2 separate regions of the Oryctolagus cuniculus genome follow, and region 1 is linked to region 2. Evidence: chromatin contacts called from public Micro-C data. All regions are on one chromosome and are shown on one strand. Each heading gives the region's core, a stretch centred on a gene start, on an enhancer-like site or on the middle of the called end of the contact. The rest is flanking DNA. Distances are from core to core; before and after follow the strand shown.

Region 1 (5,144 bases), core at 224-2,723, 240 kb after region 2:
AAATAAGGCATCCCCGGCCGCAGATCCCCAGCAGCGGGGCCGAGCCGAACCCCAGCCATTCTGATCTCAGGTCCAGACGTAGAGAACACCGCCAATAAAGTTGGCGTGGCTTTTCAGAGCAAGAGCAGCAGATTAGAAGGCAGGGGAAGTTATCTGATTGCAAATGTAGAACTTGCCCACCTCACTTGGAAAAACTCCCCAAGCATGCCAACAACTGAATTTGGAAGAAAAAAAAAAAAAAAGTTCCACACAGCGGGCGGCCTTTAACCTGCAACTGCCGAGACCGGAAGATGACCCCCAAGTCGGAGAGTCCAAGGAAAGGAACGTGGGGAGGATCTGGGGTTGGAACCGAATGATTCTCATTCTTTTCCTCACTCGCTGTATGGTTTTCCCTAGCCTCTTCCCTCCAGGGGTTTATTTGCCCATCTCTGCAATGGGAGCGAGAGGGGTAAAGACTCGGGGGTTTCCTTTCAGTCAGGACACAGGAGTCAGACCTCCGCCGAGGCTGACCGGCAGCGCGACAAGATCGATTGGAAGGACCTCCCGGGACAGCCGGTCTCAGCTGGTCACCCCCGCCCCACCTCAAGAGACCGCGCCCAGCAGTCCCGATCGGCCTGAGGGCCTCAGCCCCGACCCCCTCAGCAAGGGTCGCTACACGCACTTAGGCCAGAAAAGCAATATCAACACCAGGGGCCGATGGGCTCAGGAGGGGAGCCCCAGTCCCCACCCAGCAACGTACCCCCCACCTCAGAGCTGTGCCTCACCTCGGTACTGCGATCAGCCGCTCTCCACTTCCGGCAAGAACCGCCCAGCAATCTTCGCGCGACCCACTTCCGGGCCCTCACTGGGCGCGGCGCCCCCACCGGAAATGAACCGCCGGCTGCAACGGTAGGCTGGACCGGGATTCGGTGGGGTGGTCTGTCCTGCCGGCTCGCGACTCCGCCCTCTCTACCCCACGCCTCGGAGAGAGAATACCGGCCAGCGCCGAGGGCACAAGGCGAAGAGCCCCGCCCCCTGGGCGGGAGCGACCCCCAAAGGGGCGTGTCCAAGCCTGGGCCACTCCCCTTGGCCTACCTTACAGTGCCGGAATTGCCCCCTGCGGTCCGAGCCAATGGGGAGGCCGAGAGCACTGGAAAGGAGGCCAAAGAGTGGCTAATTCTCCTGTCGGTTTGATCTCAATGGAAAAAGGCCAGTCCCTTTTCACTGCTGTCCCTAAAGGGTCTTGAAAGGACTGGGGGGTGGGGGGCCAGGGATCTCAGGCGGCCGTCAGCTCCCTTGGGGATCAAGGCCAGGCTCCACCTCCCCCTGGGCGTTGCATAGCATGGTTTCCCGGTTTGTAACGTTGAGAAGGCAGTAGATCGGGAAGGACTTGACGGAGGTTAGGCGTGAGGAAGGCGGTCGGTGAGGGGTGCTGGGGACCCAGCCCTGGGTGACTGGGCGCGCCCGCCCCCGCCCCCGCCGGCCCTGCCCAGGCTGCGAAGGTGGAGAAAAAACCTTCCACTCTCGCCTACTTCCTGTTCGCTGGGCGCGCTCTGTGACCATAGATGGTCAGGTCTGGGGCCGCGCCGAAGCCTCCGCCCCGTGCCTGGGGAGTCCTTCCTCTAATCGCGCAGGGTGTGGTCCCCAGGAGTGAGGCGAGCGGAACGGAGGAGTTGCTGCCCCGCTGCGCCAACGCCCCGCTCCCGAGGCCGGGTCGTGCCCGTCCCGCGGCTGCTGGGTTCGTGGGGGTGGGCTCCGCACCGCGGCTGCAGCTCGCAGGGGACACCGCTTCCGTGTTCCTCGGACCTGGGATTCAGATCTTTGTTCCCTCGAGACTCACACTTTCCAACGGGTCATTATCCTCCCACGATGATTTATTTCTAGAAGAAAATAGGCGAGTGCTACGGTTCCCACCCCTTGAGCCGAAAGACTGAAAGCTCGTGTTTCAAGTTGAATGCGAGCGTTTTATGCCAGAGGGAATCGTTCAACAAATACGGTTCTTAGAATAACAGCTCCCATTTACTGTGCACTGACTGCACGCCAGGCCTGTGTCGAGGGCTGCAAGCGCGTGTTCACTGAATCCTAAGAGCAGCTCTCTGTGGCAGCTACCATTATGTCCTCTGTGGTTTTCAAATGAGGAAGCTGAATCATTTGCCAAGGTCACAAAGTAACTGTTGGGACTTTGAAAACACATCTGATTCTAAACCCCGGGAGCTAAATTAACCCCATGTCATAGACCATACTGCAGTCATCTGAGGCCGCAAAGGCATCTGGGCCTGTGGACACGCTGGGTTCCCCGCCCTGGCCTAGGCCTTTCACAGGCAGGCAGCGTTTGGACAGGTTCCTTCGGATGCATCTCTGGGCCTCTTTCCAATTCTGTGTCTCCCTGTATGTCTAAAAGAAAAATGACATGACCAAAAGTAGTACAGAAGTTATATTTTAAATATTTACATTTAACAAAAAACTCGCTCTCTCCCTTTCTCTCTCTCTCTCTCTCTCTCACACACACACACACACACACACACACACAAAACTTTGTTTGGACACAACATCAAAGGGTTAAATGTAAGCGCTTCATGTGTGGGAAGCCCAGGACATATGATATGGTTCTGCTGGCCCTCTTAATCTTTTTCTCATCTCATCTGAGCACTGGTTCCAGTCCCGAGCAGCCAATCCTGCTAATGCACCTGGAAAAGCAGCAGAAGATGGCCCTAGTATTGGGCTTCTGCCACGCATGGGAGAGACTGGAATTCAGGCTCTCCTCTCTAACTCCACCTTTCAAATGAATAAATATTTAAAAAGCAATAAAAAGTGCACATGCAAATAAGTCATTCATAGAACGTCTAGTCTTTTAAGGAGTCTAGACACTTGCACCCATAGCTAATGGGACATAGTTGAGGAACAATCTGTCACTTTTATTCATTTGTTTTTTAAATCTGCACACTGGAATGTATTGAGCTCTTCCTATGTGCCTTGCACTGTGCTGTTTTCAAGTGGGCACAACTTGAGGTACAGAAGTGGATGTCAGACTTGGTCACTGCCCCCAGGGAGTAGACAGTCTGTTTCAGAAACAGATATTACTCTCCAAGCACACCTCAGAAGATGTGCTGACTCCTGGCTTCCAGATCTTTCCTCCTTGTTAATCTTGCCTAATGTTTAGTACCAGTGCCTCATCCATGATGGCTGTCCTCTAACATGTGCTCAAAGCAGAGAGTGCCTTGAGTTCAGAATGGTCATTTCCTGGCCTCAGATGGATGGGTAGAATATTGCAGAGCAAAAATGCAGGAGATGAGAATCTAGGCCAGGCTGACGGAGAGGTTCCTATAAAAAAGGCATATTAGATAAGGCTGAAAAAAAGAAATTGGGCAAACTGTGCCAGGCAAGAGAGGTGAAAACTAAATGTGAAAGCAAAGAAGAGCTTGTATTTTAGAAATACAGTTATAGCTACAGTGTAGAACATGGGCTTATGTGGGAGCAAGAGGCCTTATGTGGGAGGCAGGGAGGCCTGTTAGGAGATAGAGACAAACATATGGTGAGGATCTGAATCAAAGCCATGGTGTGGGAATGCAGCAGTGGGGACAACACGAGACATCGTTCTTTTGTTTTTGTATTGTTTTTTGAAAGTCAGGGAGACAGACAAAAAGAGCTCCATCTGCTGGCTCACTCCCCAAATGCCTGCAACAGCCAGGGCTGAGCCAGGCCAAAACCAGAAGCCTGGAACTCAATCTGAGTCTCTCAGTTGGGTGGCAGGGACCCAAGTACGTGAGCCGTCACCTGCTGCATTAGCAGAAGCCGGAATGGGAAGCAGGGCCAGGATTCAGACCTAAGCACTTCAATTTCAGATGCAGTGGTCAAGCTGCATCTTAACTACCACACCAGATGCTGGCCCTAACACCATTTTTATGAAAGGAATAAAGAATGATGATAAGAAGATGATAAATGAAAAGAAGGTGATTTGATGCTAAGTTGTAGTTATGAGTAAGAAGTTCTGGGATTCTGTTGTACAGTAGAGTGACTATAGATAATATACTGCATATTTTTCTATTAAATAAAAACTAAAAGATAGAATTGCGAATGTTTTCATCATAAAGAAATGTTAAGGGCTGAGTGTTTGGTGCAGCACATGCCATATTGTGTGGATGTTTGAGTCCCAGCTCTGATTCCATCTTCCTGACAATACACACCCTCAGAGGCAGCAGGTGATGGTGCAAGCAGTCAGATTCCTACCACCCGAATGGGGGACCCAGATTGAGTTCCTGGCTCCTGGCTTTGGCCTGGCCCAACCCTGACTGTTGCAGGCATTTGGGGAGTGAACCAGTAGATGGAAGATCTTTTGTGTCTGCCTCTCTCAGTCTGTGTGTCTCTCTGCTTTTCAAATAATCTAAATAAATAAATAAAATTTTAAAAGACAAGGTCATAAAAATGTTACATGTTCAAGGCAATATTTACCTTGATTGGACATTACACAACATATTCATGTATCAAATAAAACATCACATGATAGCCCATAAATGTGTACAATTTTTATGTGTCAAAAATTTTTTTACTTTCTTTTTTTTTTAAGATTTATTTATTTATTTGAGAACAGAGTTACAAACAGAGAGAGGGAGAGTCACACAGAGAGAGAGAGAGAGAGAGAGATCTTCCACCTGCTGTTTCACTCCCCAAATGGCTGCAATGGCTGGGCCCGGGCCTATCTGAAGCCAGGAACCAGAAAATTCCTTTGGGTTTCCCACCTAGGTGCAGAGGCCCACACACTTGGGCCATTCTCTGCTGCTTTCCCAGGCCATCAGCAGGAAGTGGATTGGAAGTAGAGCAGTTGGGACACAAACCAGCACCCCATGGGATGCCAGGGCTACAGGTGGGGGCTGAACATACTGTGCCACAGTGCCAGTCCCTCCCTTTTTAATTTAAAGAAAAAAAGATGTGGGACCAGCATTGTGGCATAGGGAGTAAAGCCGCTGCCTGCAATGCTGGCATCTCATACAGGCCTATTTATGTCTAGCTGCTCCACTTCTGATCCAGCCCCCTGCTAATAGCCTGGGAAAGCAGAAGATGGCCTAAGTACTTGGGCTCCTGCCACCCACGTGGAAGACCCAAATGAAATCCTGGCTCCGGCCTGGCTCAGCCCTGGCTATTACAGCCATCTGGGGAGTGAACCGATG
Region 2 (5,483 bases), core at 15-2,514:
TTAAGAGCCAGCTCCTTGCTAGTGTGCCTGAGAGAGTGGTAGAACGTTCCTTGGGCCCCTGCACCCGTGTAGGAGACCCAGAAGAGGCTCCAGGCTTCAGACTGGCTCGGCTCTGGCCATTGTGGCCATTTGGGGAGTGAACCAGTGGATGTAAGGCCTCTCTTTCTTTCTCTAACTCTTTCAAATAAATAAAATCTTAAAAGAAAAAGGTTTTCCCAGGCATCATCACTGACGTATCTCAGTGACAACCCAGAAGCACGCAGGTTAAGTGAGAGACTGCAGAAGCTCAGGTCTCTAATCCAGCAAGCTGTCCACTATGGTTACCTCTAGGAAACCCTTAGAACTTTCACTTTCTACTTTACTTTTTCACAGTCTTCAAGCAAAAATAATAAAAATGCCTTTATGAACCGTAAGAAATGTTTTTCGAGGAAAAAAATATGAGCACTTTAAGAAGGAAAAAAAAAGGCTGCAGGTCCTTGGGAGGATTGCAAAACTCTCCACTTCCAGAAAATGGTTTCCTGCGGTCACGCATGGGAACTCGAACGTCATGGGGAGGCTGTGATGCTAACATGTGTGCAGCTTCCTTCTGACGGCTTGTGCCAAAGCTCAAGGAGCTGAGTCTGGGCCCAAGGATCCTAACAGGACGGGCAGAGCGGCAGAGCTCAAGCCTGACCAGCGACAGCCCTTCCCCTTCTTCAGGCCCTCACCGGCACGGGTCCCAAGACAACGTTGCGGGAAACTTCGCTAATGCATCAGGAACCCCTTAAAGCCACAGCCTGCCATCGGGCCAACCTAAGGAGCTCGGTACTGACGACGGGGTCGGGCCCGGTGCTGGGACCGAAGCGGGCATCAAGGGTCTCAGGGGCGAGGCCGAGGCTGGCCTGGGGCTGGCTGGGTGGGGGTCAGGTGGGCACGGTCCGGGCTCACCTGCCGCTGCGCTAGGAAGGTCTCCCAGAGATACACCGTCCAGGAGAAGAGCAACACGGCCATGAAGATACGCTTCTCGGTCGGCATCTCCCACACCGCGTCCAGCGACGCCCACATCCCCATGGCCACCCGGCTCCACCGGCTCCTTCAGCGTGCACCGGTGCCACACCGACACGTGTCCCCTCAGCACTTCCCCGCGGTGTCACAGCGATATCCGTCCCTTCCGAGTGCCCCACCACCACCACCACAGACACCCGCCCTCATCGCGCGCGCACGGCGCGGCAGGCAGTGTCACCAAAACAATCTTCCCCTCGCGGACTACGCCCAGGGCGGCCCCACCTTCCTCGCTTCCGGCTTGAAGAGAACGGGAGCCCCGAATCGCGAGTTCCGGCCCTTGCCCAGTGGTGTCCCACCAATAGTCTTCCTCCTCCTGCGCCCGCTGTGTTCCTCGCGGGGTTTCTGGTTTCGGACCGCCGGAACTGCAGTTCCATCCCGTGGGTCCGCGGCTGGTCCCAACAGGGCTGCGCCATCTGCTACACTTTTCTTGGCCAGACCGAGCCGACTGGTGGACAGGGCTTAGCGGGGACTGACACGGAGCGAGCCGTCACTTCCGCCCTGAGGTAGCTGGGCGAGATGGAGCCGCCCGCTTCTCAGGCTCTCAAAATCGTTCCTGTAAACTGGCGCCGTTCCGACGCTGGGCTGTGCTCCCCAGGAATGCCTTAAATGCGAGCCAAGGCATTGAAAATGGAGTGTTTGGGCCTGGATGAGGGTGTTTGGAATTCACAAGTATTAGAGAGTGCGCGGAAACGATAAACATCCGACTTAAGGGAGCTCATTTCATCCACCCCAGGTGTAGTCTGTCGGCATTTCGCCCGCGAGAGCGAGCTAGCGAGCGAGCCCTGGCGCACACCAAAGGGATCGTGGCTTAGCGATATCTGGAATGAAAGGGCCTTGCTTTATCTGGAGGGCAGGCTCCTATGAAGGCTCAGTACCTCTCAGAAGTGAGATGTGCACACTGGGATGCGCCTCGTCACATCTATTTGACTTCAAACGCGAAGTCAGTTTTTCTGACAGAAAGTAGATCTGATTTGGTAACTGGACAGACTGCTAATTTGCATGGTAATTTACAAAACAATGAGCGAATCTATAGCTGCAGCAGAAAATATTTAAATTACAATGCTATTGTAATTCTTAGAGTGTTGGGATTAATGATATCTTGAAGTTTCACGGCTGCCTACATAATCAGGATGCGTGAATGGTTCTAATAGCAATGATAACAACTTAGTTTGCAAGTCAGTTGGTTTCCAGTTCTTTTGCTTTCAACAGAATCAAAGGTGGACTTAACTGAATTGTCAGCTGATGAAGGAACACGACTGGTTGAATTTGGCATAAAACTCAAAAGGAAATCAAAGAACTGATTGACATTACTGCTGCACAACTATTATCTTTCCTATCTACTTAATTATGTAGATAATATCTCAGCACTTGTATCTATGAAAACAAGGAATCAAACTGAAATTGAGCACTAATAGATTTGCATAACATCTTATGAGGTGAGGGCAGAACCTAAATATAAGTCAGAGGTGATAAAAGAACGGTTTAAGAGCTTATTAGTGTATTTTTAAGGGATGAAAGTGCTTGTTCAATTGTAATAATATACAAAGGATCTTCCAGAAGTTCACAGAAAATGTATATTATGAAAAAACTATGCATGGATTTCCAAAAATGCCTGCACCAAAATAAACTGATCTCTTTAAAAAGCTTTATGCGCGCGGGGCGGGGGGGGGTGTTGCTGCAGTGCCAACATCCCATATGAGCACCAGTGTGAGTCCCGGGTGCTCTGCTTCTGATCCAGCTCTCTGCTGTGGCCTGAAAAAGCAGAAGATGGCCCAAGTCCTTTAGCCCCTGCACCAGCGTGGGAGATCCAGAAGAAGCTCCTGACTCCTGGCTTCGGATCAGCCCAGCTATGGCCATTGCAGCCAATTGGAGAGTGAACCAGCGGACAAAAGACCTCTCTCTCTGCCTCTCCTTCTCTCTCTGTATAACTCTTTCAAATAAATTCTTAAAAAAAAATAAAAAATAAAAAAAAAGAATTATTGGGGCCGGTGCTAAAGCGGAACCAGAGCTCCAGGCTCCTGGCTTTGGATTGGCCCAGCATCTGGCCTTTTGGGGAGTGAATCACAGGTGGAAGACCTCTCTCTCTCCTTTTGCTTCTGTAGCTCTGCCTTTCAAATAAATAAATCTTAACAACAACAAAAAAAGATCTTTAGCAAGGTCAAGTTCCTGCCCCACTCCCAAGGGGAGCTTCCAATTTTACCATGAAAATAGCAAGGGAGTGGCGGCTCCATCTTTCTGAGCTCACAGTTTAGTGTAAAAACAAGTTAACTGTCCCACTCCTACGCAAATAAGATTACCAATGAGGTCTTCTGGTGGGTTTTTTTCTTTGCCTTGTAACTGAATGTCAAACTGATTTTTTTTCTTCCCCAAAATTGTGCTTACAAAACCCCACTACCACCAGGTTGTTTGGATTTTGCCTCTCTTAGAGCTCCCTCCTGGCCGCTCTGCCAAGAGTTCTCTGACTTAAATATATTGTTTGTTTGTTTGTTTTTTCAAAGATTTATTATTATTTTTTTAAAGATTTATTTATTTGAAAGAGTTACACAGAGAGAGGAGAGGCAGAGAGAGAGAGAGAGAGGTCTTCCATCTGCTGGTTTACTCCCCAATTGGCCACAACGGCCGGAGCTGAGCTGATCTGATGCCAGGAGCTTCTTCCGGGCCTCCCATGTGGGTGAGGGGCCCAAGGACTTGGGCCATCTCCTACTGCTTTCCCAGGCCATAACAGAGAGCTGGATCAGAAGTGGAGCAGCCGGATCTTGAACCAGCGCCCATATGGGATGCCGGTGCTTCAGGCCAGGGTGTTAACCCGCATTGCCACAGCGCCAGCCCCAATTTTTTTATTATTTGAAAGGCAGAGTCACAGGCCAGCGCCGCGGCTCACTAGGCTAATCCTCTGCCTTGCGGCGCCGGCACACCGGGTTCTAGTCCCGGTCAGGGCGCCGGATTTTGTCCTGGTTGGCCCTCTTCCAGGCCAGCTCTCATCTGTGGTCAGGGAGTGCAGTGAAGGATGGCCCAAGTCCTTGGGCCCTGCACCCCATGGGAGACCAGGAGAAGTACCTGACTCCTGCCAGCCGATCAGCGCAGTGCGCCGGCCACAGTGCGCCAGCCGCGGCGGCCATTGGAGGGTGAACCAATGGCAAAGGAAGACCTTTCTCTCTCTCTCTCTCTCACTGTCCACTCTGCCTGTCGGAAAAAAAAAAAAAAAAAAAAGGCAGAGTCACAGAGAGGCAGAGGTGCCATATGGGATGCTGGCACTGCAGGCAGTAGCCCCACCCTCCACGCTACAGCCCCTAAATCTTGCTTTTAAATACATCTTGCTTTCTCTCTGATTTGTCCACTTGGAAATTCTTCCATGTGAGACAAAGAACCGAGGTAATCTTTTCAGCTTAATCTTGAAAGGCAGAGTTACAGAGAGGTAAAGAGAGAGAAGTCTTCCATCTGCTGGTTCACTCCCCAGGTGGCTACAAAGGCCTGAGCTGCACCAATCTGAAGCCAGGAGCCAGGAGCCTCCTCCAGGTCTCCCACATGGGTACAGGGGCCCAAGAATTTGGGCCATCCTCCACTGCTTTCCCAGGTCATAGCAGAGAGCTGGATTGGAAGTGAAGCAGCTAGGACTTGAACAGGCACCTATATGGGATCCCAGCACTACAGGTGGCGGCTTTACCCACTATGCCAGTGTCAGCCCCGTGATGCAGTGTGTTCAGCCTCTGCTTGTCACTCCAGCACCCCATAGTGGAGTGCCAGCTCAGGTCCCAGCTGCCCTGCTTTTCATCCAGCTTCCTGCCAATGCACCTGGGAAAGCAGCGGATGATGGCCAAGGTACTTTGACCACTTGACACCTATGCAGGAGACCAGGATGGAGTTCCTGACCTCTCATCAGCCTGGCCCAGCATTGGATATTGTGTCCATCCAGGGAATAAACCTACAAATGGAAGATATTCTCTTTGCATTTCAAATAAATTAATCTTTAAAAAAAATGAAAGAATAAGCTGATGGAGGGTGCTGAGCAAGTGACAATTCCTCTGGTTACTGTGGTGAGTAAATGTAAAGAAAGACACATTGAAATCAGAGAGCCCAGTTAGGAGGCCTCCAAGAACGCAGGTGAGAGGCAATGGCTTGGACTAGGGTGGTAGTGTTACGGGCACTAGGGCACTACCCGTAACCGTGGCAGAGAAGACAGAATTAACCTCGGTTCTTGTCTCACATGGAAGAATCTCCAAGAGCACAAGCAGAGAGATTGAAAAGCAGGACTTTTTAGAGTCAAAGACCTCCAGCCAGAGTGGCAAAACCCAAAGTGCCCCTTGGCAATCGAGATTTTAAGCACAATTTTGATTGACATTCAGTTACAAGGCAGGGACAAAACCCATCAAAAGATCTGATTTGCAATCCTTTTTCCTGTCTGGCTTGCTCATGGTAAAACAAAGAGCCTGGGCAGGCAC

What was found. Hi-C and Micro-C count contacts between places; a contact is called where the count stands out from the background.
Region 1: a Micro-C map of ear pinna shows a contact between it and region 2, with 6 times the contacts expected there. The contact joins the promoter of CAP1 here to the promoter of ZMPSTE24 in region 2. A contact is called at or near these places in 2 of 6 Hi-C or Micro-C datasets (ear pinna and an unstated tissue).

What each region holds. Positions count from the first base shown.
Region 1 is chr7:132,863,139-132,868,282 of mOryCun1.1, forward strand. CAP1 (cyclase associated actin cytoskeleton regulatory protein 1) reads right to left here and starts at 1,474. Exons shown (of 13, transcript XM_008265512.4): 1 at 765-1,474.
Region 2 is chr7:132,624,405-132,629,887 of mOryCun1.1, forward strand. ZMPSTE24 (zinc metallopeptidase STE24) reads right to left here and starts at 1,265. Exons shown (of 10, transcript XM_017346422.3): 1 at 928-1,265. The coding sequence starts at 1,050.